2 separate regions of the Mus musculus genome follow, and region 1 is linked to region 2. The links are chromatin contacts, called in public HiChIP or PLAC-seq maps. All regions are on one chromosome and are shown on one strand. Each heading gives the region's core, a stretch centred on a gene start, on an enhancer-like site or on the middle of the called end of the contact. The rest is flanking DNA. Distances are from core to core; before and after follow the strand shown.

What was found. HiChIP or PLAC-seq counts read pairs in DNA pulled down with a chosen protein or histone mark.
Region 1: an H3K4me3 HiChIP or PLAC-seq map of bone marrow-derived macrophages shows a contact between it and region 2, with 2.3 times the contacts expected there. The contact joins the enhancer-like site here to the promoter of Tent5b in region 2. A contact is called at or near these places in 5 of 39 promoter capture datasets (the 3T3-L1 cell line, the C10 cell line, HPC-7-derived erythroid cells and 2 more), 1 of 15 datasets of contacts at CTCF or cohesin (large pre-B cells), 7 of 115 datasets of contacts at active chromatin or transcription factors (bone marrow-derived macrophages, embryonic basal ganglia, embryonic forebrain and 3 more) and 4 of 9 other capture datasets (adipose tissue, embryonic stem cells, macrophages and 1 more).

Annotation. Positions count from the first base shown.
Region 1 is chr4:133,308,930-133,312,881 of GRCm38.p6, reverse strand. Wdtc1 (WD and tetratricopeptide repeats 1) reads left to right here. Exons shown (of 16, transcript NM_199306.4): 6 at 3,946-3,952. Among named protein-coding and RNA genes, the nearest start is that of Wdtc1, 28 kb to the left of the region's middle. Within about 2 kb of position 2,526, at least 5 of the 459 cell types and tissues checked have an H3K27ac peak or open chromatin away from gene starts, as enhancers often do. A contact at or near this core is called in bone marrow-derived macrophages, where this site is marked.
Region 2 is chr4:133,478,818-133,482,993 of GRCm38.p6, reverse strand. It overlaps Tent5b (terminal nucleotidyltransferase 5B), which reads right to left and starts at 2,861. Exons shown (of 2, transcript NM_175307.6): 1 at 2,431-2,861. The coding sequence starts at 2,694. It overlaps Gm13257 (a long non-coding RNA gene), which reads left to right. Exons shown (of 3, transcript XR_390815.4): 3 at 45-1,517.

The sequences.
Region 1 (3,952 bases), core at 1,277-3,776, 170 kb after region 2:
AAAAAAAAAAAGATTTATTTGTTTGTTTTATTTAAATACACTGTCTCGGGCTGGTGAGATGGCTCAGCAGGTAAGAGCACCCAACTGCTCTTCCAGAGGTCCTGAGTTCAAATCCCAGCAACCACATGGTGGCTCACAACCATCTGTAATGAGATCTGACTCCCTTTTCTGGTGTGTCTGAAGACAGCTACAGTGTATTTACATATAATAAATAAATCTTTAAAAATAAATAAATAAATACATTGTCTCTGTCTTCAGACACACCAGAAGAGGGCATCAGATCCCATTACAGATGGCTGTGAGCCACCATGTGGTTGCTGGGATTTGAACTCAGGACCTCTGGGAGAGCAGTCGGTGCTCTTAACCGCTGAACCATCTCTCCAGCCCCTAGGAAATGAATCTTTTCCCTTGATAAAAGGGAATTTAGCTGAGAGGAGGTGGGGAGGACCCTACAGACCTTGGAGCCCTGTCCCTGTGAGACAAGTCTCCTTTAATTCCAGGCTGGAACCTCTGGTCCTTGGCTGAGCATGACTGTGAACTTCTAGCCCTCCGCTGGGCCTCCTCTGAGTGCTTTACCATAAGCTTATATGGTGCTGAGGGCAGAACCTAGGGCTTCATGGATGCCAGCACTTTACTGCCTACAGTTGACAGTCTTTTCATCCCTGTGCACAGAGGTTAGGTCTTGATCCCAGAGAGCAAACCCAGCCGTGGCTGTTAGGCCTTAGAATTACATGTGGGTCTGGAGAGGAAAGAGCCCCTAATGCGTGGGGTCATTGAAGAAAGTTGTTTTTATTTGCTTTTTTAAGGCAGGGTTTCACTCTGTAGACCAGGCTGCTCTCAAACTCATAGACATCCACCTGCCTCTGCCTCCTGAATGCTAGGATTAAAGGCATGTGCCACCATGTCTGGCCTGAACAGCCTCTGGAGAAGTGTCAGAGGGAGGGGGTCTCTGGGGGGTGTCAGGCAGGGAGTTTGAACCACGAAGAGGTGAGAACCTGGTTCCCATTGACCATCAACCTGGATGGAGATTTGGGAAGTCTGATGCCAGGGGCTTTAGCCCTCAGATTTAACCATAGTTTAATCTGGAAAAAAAGTTTCCTGGTATAATACAATCCCTGGTGTACATGGACATTGTAATTACATTGAAACTCGACTTGGGGTACATGCCATTTCTTCCAAGAGGATGGGTTGGTTCTCGGCTACCTACACTAGCTTAAGGGCCTAAGCAGTGCTCTGACCTGGTCTTAGTCATACAAATAGCATAGGGCTTTTTTAGGCTATTAGCCACCTCTGGTCCTGGTTGCGGGGCCTTGGGGAGGCCCTGGCTGTGAGGGTCATTTAGACTACTAGCCACCTCTTGTCCTGATTGTAGTAGCTTAACATGACCTGGCCCAACAGATAACACAAGATGAAAGAACAGGTTTTACATCTTTGCTTGGAAGGACAATCCTGCATGCTTATCATTCGTTGTTTCTTTGGAGATCTGTGGGTGCAGAGCCTTGGTGCCCCACTCCCAGAAGCAGGGTTTTTGCACTGAGGTGACCTGTCGCTGGGCACATTGGATCTGAAGTGACCTGTGAGGAAAGGGCTTGTCAGCCCTGCCGTTGTATATTTATTTATATCTGTGGGCCCACGAGTGTGCGGCTGTCTCCTTAAGAGCAGTGACTCTACCTGAAACCAGAGCCACCTCAGGGAGCTCTGAGCCTCATCACCCTGAGTTCTGCCTCACTCCCTCTCTCTCACCTCTGCGGGTGAGTGCCTGGGATTGTTCTAGAAGCAGAACAACTGGAGCTTGGTTTGTGGTTCTGATGTGTGGGAAAGACGCTGCAGTACGTCTGTGGTCACCTTCCAAGATTATATTTTGACAGTAGTTGTTCACAACCTTCTAGTGTTTTTAGTGTTAAGATTTTATTTATTTTATGTATATGAGTACACTGTAGCTGTACAGATGGTTGTGAACCTTCATGTGGTTGTTGGGAATTGAATTTAGGACCTCTGCTCTCTCTGGTCGGCCTCGCTTGCTTAATCCCTGCTTGCTCTGGCCCAAAGATTTATTATTATAAATAAAGACAAGTACACTGTACCTGTCTTCAGACACACCAGAAGAGGGTGTCAGATCTCATTACAGATGTTTGTGAGCCACCATGTGGTTGCTAGGATTTGAACTCAGGACCTTCAGAAGAGCAGCCGTCCCTCTTACCTGCTAAGCCATCTCACCAGCCCAGTTTTGGTGGTTTAAATAAAACACCTCTTTTTCTTTTTTGTTTTTGGTGGTGGTGGTAGGTTTTTTGTTTTTGGTTTTGTTTTGTTTGTTTGTTTGTTTGTTTGTTTGTTTGGGATAGGATTTCACTGTGCAACAGTTTTGGCTGTCCTGGAACTTGCTTTGTAAAGACTAAGCTGGCCTTGAACACACAGAGATCTGCTTGGCTCTGCCTCCTGAGTGCTGGGATTAAAGGGGTGCACCACCACCACCCACTAAAAATACATTTTCAGCAATGTATTATGATATAGGTGTGTGATATGGGACGGGGGAATGTGAGGAAGCCAAAGGACAGCTTGGTGGAGTTGATCCTCTCCTTCCTTTTTATGGGACCCCAGGCTTGATTTCAAGTCACCAGGCTTGTGTGGCAAGTGCCATCACCCACTGCACTCTTTCCAGTTTGTTTAAGAAAAGCCTCCTTTTCCATGGACTTAGTGAAAACACTGCCTCTGGGCATTCATCATATTCCGTCCAGGCGCTCCCCCTGGTGGCAGCTGCGGCACATTGCAAGCAAGGCAGCACTGAGGGCTTACTTCACCTATTTTTGCTGTGGCTGGAATCTATGCTGCCTCCAGACAAGAATAAAGATTGAGGCATGCCCCTAAAAATAAGTTTATATATTCCTATTTCTAAGTGACAAAGCAGAAGAGCATTTTTGTTTTCTCTTCCAAATAAAAATCAAAAGGGAGAGCTGGGATATAGCTCTGTGGTAGAGCAGCTGCCTGCCTTTCTCCATGCCAGTATCTGATCTGTCTTCAGTACAGGGAAGGAAGGAGGGGAGATAGACAAACAGACACACACAAAGGGACAGGGAGGGAGAGAGGTTTTCTTCGTGTCATCTGGAATGTTACGTTCTTCACTTGACTGGGGTGATGGTAGTAGTCTTATAGTGGCCAGCCCTTCTCCACAGCCCAACATCTGCACTCTTCCCACTGTTTGCTCTATAAGGAGTATTTGGCTGAACATTTTTTGCCTAGATCCCATTTTCTCTTTTGGATCCTTTGGATCTTTCATAGAATTAGGAGTTTAGGTCAAAAGATGGGAATTGCTTTTTAATCCAAACCTGGATGGCCGGACATGTGGATGAACTGAGATGTAGGTGGGTGGGTGGGTGGGTGGATATATAAAGCCCCAGTCTGGGTTTGAACAGCCTTGCGGTGTTCTGAAACTCAGTGGTTGGTTGCTTGCTCTGCTTTATTTTGGTGCTAGAATTGAACCTAGAACATCAAGGATGTCACACATGTGGTCTGCCAGTAAGCTATGCCCTTAGCCATGACCCTTAAAGGTTTCTCCTTCTCCTATGCTCAGGATTAAACTTTGGTTTTTACACATACTAAGTGGGTGCTCACCTCGAAGAGACACACCCAGCCCCTAATTTGGGAATTCTTAGTAAGGGATAGCGAGAATTATCATCCACTCAGTTCCTATCTGGAGAGGAGTCAGAAAAAAGGGCTCCTTAGGCAGCGCAGCTCGGCGTGCATGGTGACCACTCCGACTGCACGAAGTGCAGATCCTGACTGAACTTCTGTGCTGATCGGCTGCTGCTCGATAGCCAGGCTCACTTTGGTGAGCTCTTACAAACTTAGTGATACGAGAGGGAGAAGGCGCGCTGACACCCAGGCCATTCTCCTTCAGTAGCCAGCTCTCTCCTATCTCCTGCCAATCATTTGATCTCTTGTGAGCAGTTCCTGC
Region 2 (4,176 bases), core at 1,612-4,111:
GGCCAGCTGTGTCACCCAACCATTGGCTGTTGTCTCTTTCCCAGGTGTGACTACAGCCAGTTTGACAGGCGGTCCCCAGATACTGCCACACCCAAGGACTGCAGGGCAGTTTGCAGCCTCCCCAATCAGACTTTCCAGCCACTGCAGAACAGGGACTGTACCCCCCCTTTCTTCCTTGCTGAGGCGCCCAATTCCCCAAACTGCTCTGCCCAGGGTTTCTGCTGAGATCTTAGGAAGACTGAAGACTATGCAAAGCTTGCAAGAGCAAGCCCTCTGGCTGCAGCTGGAGAGATCGGATCGTTCAGTTCAATTCTCTGGGCCCAGAGAAAGAAAGCAAGTGACTCACTCAAGGTCACAAAGTCAGGAACTGGCTGAATTGAACTCAGACCTGGTCTCCAGAGCAATGGCAAAGGGGGCTCCTGTAAGAAAGTGGGTCTCTTTAACCAGGCACCACAAGCAAGGATCTGTTTTCCTAGCTGCTCAGACTGTTGGCTGGAGGGAAGACCTTGTTGGGCGCAGAGGCAGAAGGCTTCCATTCTTGACAGCAGAGACAACTTAGCACTTGTGAGAAGCCCTAGCAGGCTCCTTCCTCTCCCCCATATCTCCCTCCTGCAGCTCCCCCCCCCCACATCCCAACAGCTTTAAGAGCCGTCAGCTGCGGATCCCCACCAGAAGACAGATTGGCTGCATAGGCAGGTGAAGGCGCATGGTCCCTTGGGAGTCTGGAACCAGAAAGGATACTGCTGAGTAGTCAAACCCACATCCATTGGACAGATGGGGCCACTGAGCCCAATAGAAGGAAGAAACAATGGACTTTACAGGAGGCCTCTGCCACCTCTCCACTCCACAGCTAACAGCTCCCTGTTCTGGGATGACCAGCTCAGGAGGACTGTGCCGTGCAATTGGCTCCCACAGACTCACTCCCCTCACATGACTGGGGGACCGAGGTGGGTACCCAGTCACATTCCTGCTCAAGTTCGGATACCTGTCCCTGCAGAGAGGCCTAGTCACTCTGAGTGCCCCCATTTCCTTCCCATCCTGCCTGGAATTCTGGGGGTTTCCTTCCAGAGAAAAACCAGCATAAGGGTAGCGACACACCTGTAGTCCCAGCTACAGAGGAAGCTGGGGGCAGGAGGATCATTTGAGTTTCATAGGTGCCTGGACAAAACATAGGAGGACCCTAATCTCAAAACAAAACAAGCTGAAGCCATTTACTAATAATCCAGGCAACGTCAGGGGAGCATGGAATGCCATAGCCAGCCCCACTGGGACAGCCAGTGAGTCAGCCCTCGAGAATCCATCCCCACACCCTCCACCTCATTCCCCGTTCCTAGGGAGGGAGGGCAAGACTGACCGTCCCCCAACAGCCACCCTCCCTCTCTGTGGAAGGCTGTAGTAAGGGGGTGGGGAATGATAAAGCCCAGCTTTACCTGGCTTGTGTGGAAAGACCATGATTGACAGGAACACACAGGAACTAGCACTAGCTAACTTTTCTGGGTTTCATTATACAGGGACTTCAGGACTAGATGTTGAGTTTGGGAATCTGGGGAGTGGGGTGGGATGGGGATGGGGGGGGAGAGGAACTGTTGATCAGATACCATCTGTTCCTGGGGAGCTCCAGGACTCCCTCCCTGAACCTGACCTCCACCTCACTGGATAGCCTTTGGTAGGTAGCTCACCCTCCCACCCGAGGCCTCAGTTAGAATGGGGTATAAGAACGGGCATCCTCTGGTATTTCAGAATTCCACAGTGCTCGGGCTGTATGCAGAAAGAGCAAGTTTGGGGTCTTGCAGGGTTAGGTTAAAAGAGCTGTAGTTTGATGGGGGAGGGGGGCAGCTGCCAGAATCTGATCCTCAGGAGGGAGATAGTGTTTTGGGGTCTGAACCTTGGGCCGGCCTTCATTCTAGCCTTAAGGGAGAAGGAACCCCTAAAATGGAAATTTGATGCTATCTTCAAAGGGGTGAGGTCTCCGGTCTGGCCGCAACACGTGGGAGGTTGGGAGCTTTCCCAGGAATTTCTGGGCTGTTTCACCTAGCCAAGGCTTCTTGAGCTAAGGGTTGTGGGAACACAAGGGCAGAGTGCCCTAGAACCCTGAGGGTGCAGGAGGTCCAAGGATGTGAGGTAGAAGAAGAAAAGCTATTCTGGAACCAGGTACACACCCTCCTCACTGGCGACTGCCAGGGCGATGTCCCATCTAGTGCCTCCTCCATCTCCACCCCATTTCCCAGCCAGGGTCTTGGTGAGTGGTTCCCAAGGGAATAAGAGGTCCCCAGAACGGCAAGCAGGCAAGCTCAGCAGGGTGCAGGAAGAGCTGAACTAGTAGTCGGGTTCCTGTTTCTTAGTTTCCCTAGCTTCCCGGCCAGTCATAGACTCCAGGTACCTTGCAGCAGAGCACCACCCCACCCCCGACCCTGCCAGGGTCCCCCTCACCTGCACGATCTGCTGGGGCTGCACGCTCAGCGTGGGGAAGTTGCCTCGTCCGTGAATGGGGATCGGCTCTTTCAGCAGCGCGTCCAGCCGCTTCACCTGTGGCCAGCTCAGCCGACTCTGGTGCCGTCCCAGGGAGGCCGAGGAGGCCTCCGGGTCCGGGCCGCCGCCGGCCGCCCCAGCCGTGGCCACTGCCGAGGCTGCACCGGTCCCCACCTGCGCAGCTGGCTGCTCCAGGCTCTCAGCTCCACTCTCCGACGGCATCATTCACCCGGCCCCGGTGCCTGGACGGCAGAAACCCGGGAATGGTGAAGGCGAGGAGGGCAGGGAGAGTGGCTGTGCACGGGCCAAGGCGGGGTGCGGGGACCCGGCGGCGGCGAGGCAAACCCAGGGAACACCCCCGACGGCAGGGAGGACTAACAGATCTTAGAGCCAGGCGGCTCGGGCCCAGCTGACACTTATAGGCCGCGGGCCGCACGCCCATTGGTCAGCACAGCTGTCACACAGCAGGAGATGCCCTCCTCTTGTCCCTCCCCCTATCACGGGCCAACACAGTTTTGCAAGGGAATCGCTGGCTCTCAGGAGTTTCTGATTGGCTGAAAGGCACGCCCCTTCCCCGCCCCCTCTCTCGGACCGAATTCCCTCCTTTGGTCTTTAAAGAAGCTGCTGCTTGCGATTGGCCCGAGCCTGCCGGGACTTAGAGGGACAGCGCCCTCCAGCGGCAGAAGTCGAGGGAGGTCTGTGTAGAGTAATGTTGCCGTGTTGACAAGGCGGCCCGGCCGCTTTCTAATTTATTCCTTTGATTGGCCCTTCGAATTACCGCATGCCTGGCGTACCTGTTCCATCTTAGGTGAGGTGAAATCTGCTTAGAGAGAGGGCGTTATTACCCATCATCATGTAGCATGTGAGTGTCAGTTATGGTCCTGATGGAGGTTTAAAGATCTATGTAGCTCTTTGCTCCATCTGGGCCCACCCAGGGTTTTTCTGGGATGGATATTACTATTTTTTTTCTCTTTCTCTCTACAGATCATAGAGGCCGAGGCTTATTGCTACTTTTGAATCTTATCCCCTCCTCCTTTTCAGATTTTAAATATATGTGTCATGGGCAGGAGGGAGAATCGAAATCGAATCGCCCTGTTCATCGCCGCAGTATTTTTTTCTTGTCATTCTCGTAATAATAATATAGCAAATTCTGTAGCCTTCCATTTTCCTAAAAGGCAGACTAAGGATTAAAAGACAGGGAAGAAGAATCCAGGACTTAGAAACAGCTACTATACCCCAGTTTCTGTCAGGGCACAGCTTGACCTGCCTCAAACCAGAACACACATTTCTTCTTTCTGAAAGCCGGCCCCAGCCTCAGGCCACTCTAAAAACCCCTGGAGGAGGCCCCGTGTGTTCCACCAGATGTGTAACCCCAGCATTCCAGTGGTGTGGGCAGGAGGATAAGACGTTCAGTTATCCTTGTCTGCCTGTTGAGTTCTGGGTCAGCCGGGGATATACAGTGAGACCCTGTCAACAACAACATCAACAGGCTGGAGATATAAAGCGCTGACCAATTGCTCGCCTAGTGTGCCGGAGACCCAGGCTTCAACCTCTGGTGCCACAAAACGAGGGAAATAAAAATGAGATCTTTGACTGAGTTGTCTCTGAACTCTAGATCCCCGAGGCTACTGATGAAAGCGTTTGAGGTCCAGGCATAATACTCTCCTGCACATGGATTTGGCTCAGTGGCTCGGAATGCTTGCCTAG